Linked DNA regions of Mus musculus: region 1 is linked to region 2. A link is a contact called in public HiChIP or PLAC-seq data. All regions are on one chromosome and are shown on one strand. The core of a region is the stretch at or near the end of the contact, and the rest is flanking DNA. Distances in the headings are between cores, read along the strand shown. Region 1 holds the start of Serpinb6c (serine (or cysteine) peptidase inhibitor, clade B, member 6c). Region 2 has its middle 26 kb from the start of Serpinb1c.

The links. HiChIP or PLAC-seq counts read pairs in DNA pulled down with a chosen protein or histone mark.
Region 1: a contact with region 2 is called in an H3K27ac HiChIP or PLAC-seq map of extraembryonic endoderm stem cells, with 4 times the contacts expected there. The contact joins the promoter of Serpinb6c here to the enhancer-like site in region 2. A contact is called at or near these places in 8 of 39 promoter capture datasets (the 3T3-L1 cell line, 3T3-L1-derived adipocytes, cranial neural crest and 5 more), 1 of 484 Hi-C or Micro-C datasets (bone marrow-derived macrophages), 4 of 115 datasets of contacts at active chromatin or transcription factors (differentiating embryonic stem cells, extraembryonic endoderm stem cells, large pre-B cells and 1 more) and 1 of 9 other capture datasets (embryonic stem cells).

What each region holds. Positions count from the first base shown.
Region 1 is chr13:33,903,898-33,906,597 of GRCm38.p6, forward strand. It overlaps Serpinb6c (serine (or cysteine) peptidase inhibitor, clade B, member 6c), which reads right to left and starts at 1,294. Exons shown (of 7, transcript NM_001382852.1): 1 at 1,211-1,294.
Region 2 is chr13:32,922,729-32,925,428 of GRCm38.p6, forward strand. It overlaps a transcript of Serpinb1c not described here and the pseudogene Gm18311. Among named protein-coding and RNA genes, the nearest start is that of Serpinb1c, 26 kb to the left of the region's middle. Within about 2 kb of position 1,288, at least 63 of the 459 cell types and tissues checked have an H3K27ac peak or open chromatin away from gene starts, as enhancers often do. A contact at or near this core is called in extraembryonic endoderm stem cells, where this site is marked.

The DNA of each region.
Region 1 (2,700 bases), core at 44-2,543, 980 kb after region 2:
TTAAAATGAGTTATATTGCTTATAATCCCAGCACTCAGGAGGTAGAAGCAGGTGGATCTCTGATTTCAAGCCCAGCCTGGTCTACAATGTGAGTTCCAGGACAGCCAGGGCTGTTATACAGAGAAACCCTGGGGAGGCAACAAAACCAAAACCAAAAGGGGGGGTTACATCTATTTCCAACTTTACCCCTTGTAACTGGTTTAATGATACCTCTTCAGAGAGAAGAATGTTACAGTAGCCTTAGCCTTCTACACAGCTCTCTGATGAGGCCCATTAAAGAAAAGCTGTTTCAGATCAAGAGAATGAACTCTAGCTATGGGCTGGGTATGTCTAACATTCCAGGCTACTCAAAAACAATCAGTACTAATCAACTGCCTAAGAGACCACACCTCGGAAGGAGATCCAGCTGGTGCCAAGATAAATATATGAGGGTAATAATTATCCCTTGAGAAGATAATGCACTTTCCCTTCCCAAAAGCCCGAATCTGTTATGTCCCTCCCAAGCTGCTGTGAGGCTCTGTTTGCTCTGGCCATCTTTCTGAGTCAAGACCTGGAAAAGCCTTGGTTTTTCTCTTTTTTCTCCCTTTTGTCTCTTACTTTCTGATTCCTGGCCACAGCTTAAAGATGTCTTCCTAGCTCTGTATTCGCTGTCCCTTTTTGCCATTTGGCTGCTTGCTGAACCTTCACCCTCACTCAATTAGCAAGGCCTTGTCTCCTCCTCTACTCCGTCTCAAAACCCTCAGAAGCTGTTCTCTGGCATTTCTTTCAAACTCTAATAAAACCGTGTTCTAGTTTCCTTCTGTGTCTATTCTAAATAAATAAATAAGTAAATAAATAAGGAATCTAAGAACTATTAGAGAAACTCAATTTTCCTAGAGACAAGTGGTCCTCCAAATAGGGCTACCTAAAATTTCCAGTAATATTGAAACCACAAGAATGCTATTTTTCTGTACTTTTAATTCTCAAAACAATTTTAAGAGAAAGGGACATTTCAGGTCTGTTACTAAGGGGCAGAGCAAGCTCAGCACAGCAAGGCTGTGAGTCTGCCAACAAAACAAAGAGAAAGGGAGAGAAAAGATAACTCAATCTAATCTGGAACAGAAATCAGATTAAAACTTTCTGCGTGTCTAGGCAGACACTGGATCCTTAACACTTCGCCTGACAAGAGTTTAGTAGAAAGCATATCAAAGTGATCAGGTCAGCTCCTTACCAGTATCCTTCTTCTTACACTGAGGGCCTCCAAAGACTTGTCGTTTGAGCCTAACTTCACAAAGACCATAACGTCTATAAAAGCAGGTCCAAAACCCTTGACACTCACTCCCAGGCCTCTTCATCCCCACCTCCTCCCACCTCCCCACCCCTGGTCCCCGCCCTCTGAGATTCCAAAGACTGTCTCTCGTGTCATGAGTCCTGGATCTCCAAGTCTGGGCAAGCAGTCACATGTGGATCCGGATCTGGGACACCGACCCCATCGTGAACAAATCAACTCCTCAGTGGGTGCTGAACTGACCAACGCCCCTTGCATCAGAGCCGAAGGCGTGGCCACCAGCTGGCCCAGAACACAAGGAGACTTACTCTCCAGACAGTGTCAAAGAACCACTGCAGCAACTGCATAATTCAAGATGAAACCCCTACCCCTGATCGCAGGTCTCTAGGCCAACGCCACACCCGCTCCTGCCACCCTCGTCCCCAGCGCCCTGTGCCAAAGCCTGCATCAGCCTAGCCTACCCCGACACTAGGTTCACCTGGAGATAGCAAGATGAGCAGAGATCTGAAAGGTACTGGCTGTGCCCAGGGCTACTGGCTGGGTGGAGAGGCAGGTGGAGACTGGAGCTCTGGGCGCTGGCCTATTGTGTTAGGAAATGCAGAGGGCAGGGCTAGGTTACCTGAGCCTAACAATGCAGCAGCCCACCCTTTGTCTCCTGGCCACCCGGTTGCCAATCCAGCTGCGGATTTTTCTGGTCCTGAATGCCTTTTCTAAGAATGCCTTTTCTAACAGCAAGCTCAACAGGAGCTGGAGGCTCTGGGTGGTTTCCTACAGAGGACTAGAGTGTGGTTTCACCAGCCTTCTCATTCTGCATTTGTCAAGTTGATAAATGCATTAGGTGAGTTATAGCAAAGCTCTTATGACCTCATCATTCCACAAACCCCCCACCCACCTCCTAATACTTCACATGAGGGATTGGCTTCATCATGAGTTGTGCTGGAGACACTTAAAGCACAGCACTCCAGGCTCTTATGAGGAAGGCATCTGTTTGCTGAGCCCACAGAGAAAGCAATTGGGTATAACAGGATTCTATTGTCTAGTTATCACTACAGCGTTTCTCAAACTTTGCCTCCAAAACACTGTTTCCCTTCCTGTTTTAAAGGGCCGTCAGCTTGTCTCAAAACAACTAAGACCTTCACAAGGACAGAGGTTCTTCTCAGCCTATGAGCTAACTACCATAACTTCATAGGTAGGCAAAATCCTCTAGAAAAATCACAATCCTGTCTTTTCAGAAAGTTTATGTGTGAGCATCAGCTTTAAGAAATTTTATTATATAGCTGGGTAGTATTGGAAAAATGGTGCCAATGGCTTGCCAGATGTGATGTAATTGTTTCATTTGTTCTACAGACTTACTCTACTTACAGAACCATCCAGGAGCCACTTGGAAGCAGAATAGAGAAGATACAGTTTCTGCCCTCAGCACAGATGGGCTA
Region 2 (2,700 bases), core at 38-2,537:
CCACCCTTTTATGTGTGTACTAATAATAGAACTTATGTTGTGCATGTTCTAAAAACAGATTGTTGACTAAGCTATCTGACCAGCCTCTAAATTCCTTTTAGAGACTAAAAATAAGTTCCACTCTCCCATCTCTAATTACAGGTTCTGCTTCCCTCAGATCATTGTTGGCTTGTGCCCTGTACTGGGTGACAGCTCACCCAGACACATACACTTTTACTCCCTAAGCTGTGAAGGGAGACACCCATTTCATTGTAAACCATGGAGGGAGGTGTGCACTTTGTTGTAAGTCACAGTGAAAAGAGAACAAAGAATATCCGCGTTTTATGATCAAGTTGATTTGATTTGTTACTAGCTAGTTAACTGGCACTATTTTATGCCTACTGGATCTATGTGTATGTTGCTTGATAACTGAGTGGAATGAGTCTCTCATTGTCTTGGCAAAGAATTCAGCCCACATCTTGAATATCACAAGAGGCTTTATACTGCATATCGGAGCTCTGATGTCTGAGGATATAACTGCAAGCACTTGATCCAGAATTTTGCAGCCGCCACTGTAGAGATGTCAGATCTCCTTGCATCACTGTTAGTGAGTTTAGTGAACCCTTGCCTCTCAGGAACATCTTCAGCTTTGAACTGAATGGGCTTCTGGTGAGTGCAAATGGGGCGTCAGGTTGATTTTGTAAATGTAATGAGATTCCATCTTCAAGCGTGTGCAGGTGTTCTTTCACAGAAACTATAATTGGAATCCCTTTGTCTGAAGCCATGTCATGTTCCTCAAAGAAAGCAGACAAGGTAGGAACCACGTACACTTTATTTTCATCTTTTTTACCCCGAAAGCTGAAGTTTCAGTTGGAATGGTCAGATCTTTTCAGAAAAATTGAGGCATACTGCATTTGGTACTCACCAAACTGATAAATGTACTTCCTTCAAGATGGCAAAGATGTTAACTGAGTGAGCTATTTTTTTTACAATTCATATTTATCTATGAAAAAATACTTTAATCTGTGCTCTTGCTCTCTGATTCAAAAACACTTTACGTTAATCACAAAGCTCAAAAATACATTTTAAAAATGTTTCCTCACCACACCATCTCACTTCAGTGAGAAATAGCAGAGGTTTGGTGGGCGCATCCAACTGGTTGTGTAGCTGCAAAAAAACAGTCAACGGTGCTCTCCTTTACAAAGCTGATGGAACCTACTATGTTTTACTTATGTCTTGTAACTCTTGTTACAGCATCTTCATTGTTAATACTTGACAATGAATCATATAGTGAATTCCGATGACTTCTTGTGACTCATTCTCTATCAAGCACTGAAATCCCAATTGACATCCTAGTAGCTGGAACACGGTCTGTGCACACATCAGCATCCCTTCCTCAAGAGAAGTTGATCACTGTCATAAATGAATCAATTGTGCTAATAAATTGTTTGCAGTAACTGTTGTTTCAAGAGGTTTGCAAAGATAAATTTTTTAAAGTCTCCGTCATTAAAATACTTCACTTAAACCTATGAACAGTTTGCCACACCTGTAGACTCATCAGGCTGAATGCTGGATATTGAATACTTGAGGTGAAATAGCAATCAAGAATAGCAGACATGTCATCGATTCTTCTTCAGAGAGTGCCGTTAGATTAAAAAAGTTGCCATCAATTCCATGACAAATTCATCTCTGATCATAACTTGATCAATGTCTTTGGCTGCTGGCAACAGTAAATCTCCAGTGTTGGTGTGACATTTCATAGTTCTGTCAATTCTGAGTGACAGAATTCAAAGCTTCTCAGCTTCAGTAAGTTGGAGAAGACAGTACAGTGTGTGTGACTTTGGGTCTCAGACCTAAGGAGACCCAGGTCAAGAGCCTGGTCCTGGTAGGGTTTTGTGGCCTTCCTCAGGAAAGAGCACTTAAGATATTAGACAGCAAACATTAACAAGGGTCTGTGAAATATTTTCCTGTTTTCCTTGAGGCAGAAGAAACTGAAACAGAGCAGACTTCATCTGCAGAAGCTGGAGGAGCGACTCCTACTGAGCAGGAATGTGGAGGAGGGTGTTCCTTAAGGCTCTGGTGTGTTTATGACCAAGGAGGCAAGAATAAAGAGAAACAGATCTTAAATTCTCATCTACCCGACCCTCCCTCATGGACCCTCTCTCCCTCACACTTTCTGGATTTGTTCCTTTCATCAGACAACTAGGAAAGTTTACCTAGCTTCACCGCTGATTGCATGGATTTCTCTGTTAAAGCTGTTGAGATTCCATTCAGTAGGTGTGGCACATCCTTTTCTACTGATTTCCAGTTTCTACTGCTTCACCTTTGCTGCCCAGTTGGCCACTGGTCTTTTCCCTCTGCCGTCATATGTTTATTCATTACATACTTCAGCTGGTATGCCAGATAACAGGCTGGGTCCGGGAAATGAGGAGTGAAACTGCCCCAGCCTTCAAGTAGGGTGTGCAGTGACCCTGATCACACACTGGCAATTCAGTGCAAGCACAGCCTGTCTGGTCACCTGCCCTTTTGTCTCCCTGCCTGAGTCTCAGTGCAGCCAGCTCCCCTCGGCAGCATGACTCCTATTGGTGCCTTTTTTACTGCGTCTTTTCAGATGTTCATCCATTGGCCCAGTCCATGAGTTTGGAGTTTAGCTTCTTTCTTTGTGTCCTGACTATAACTTCCCAATCAAATGCCTGAACTTACATCCCAGCTTTTGTTTCA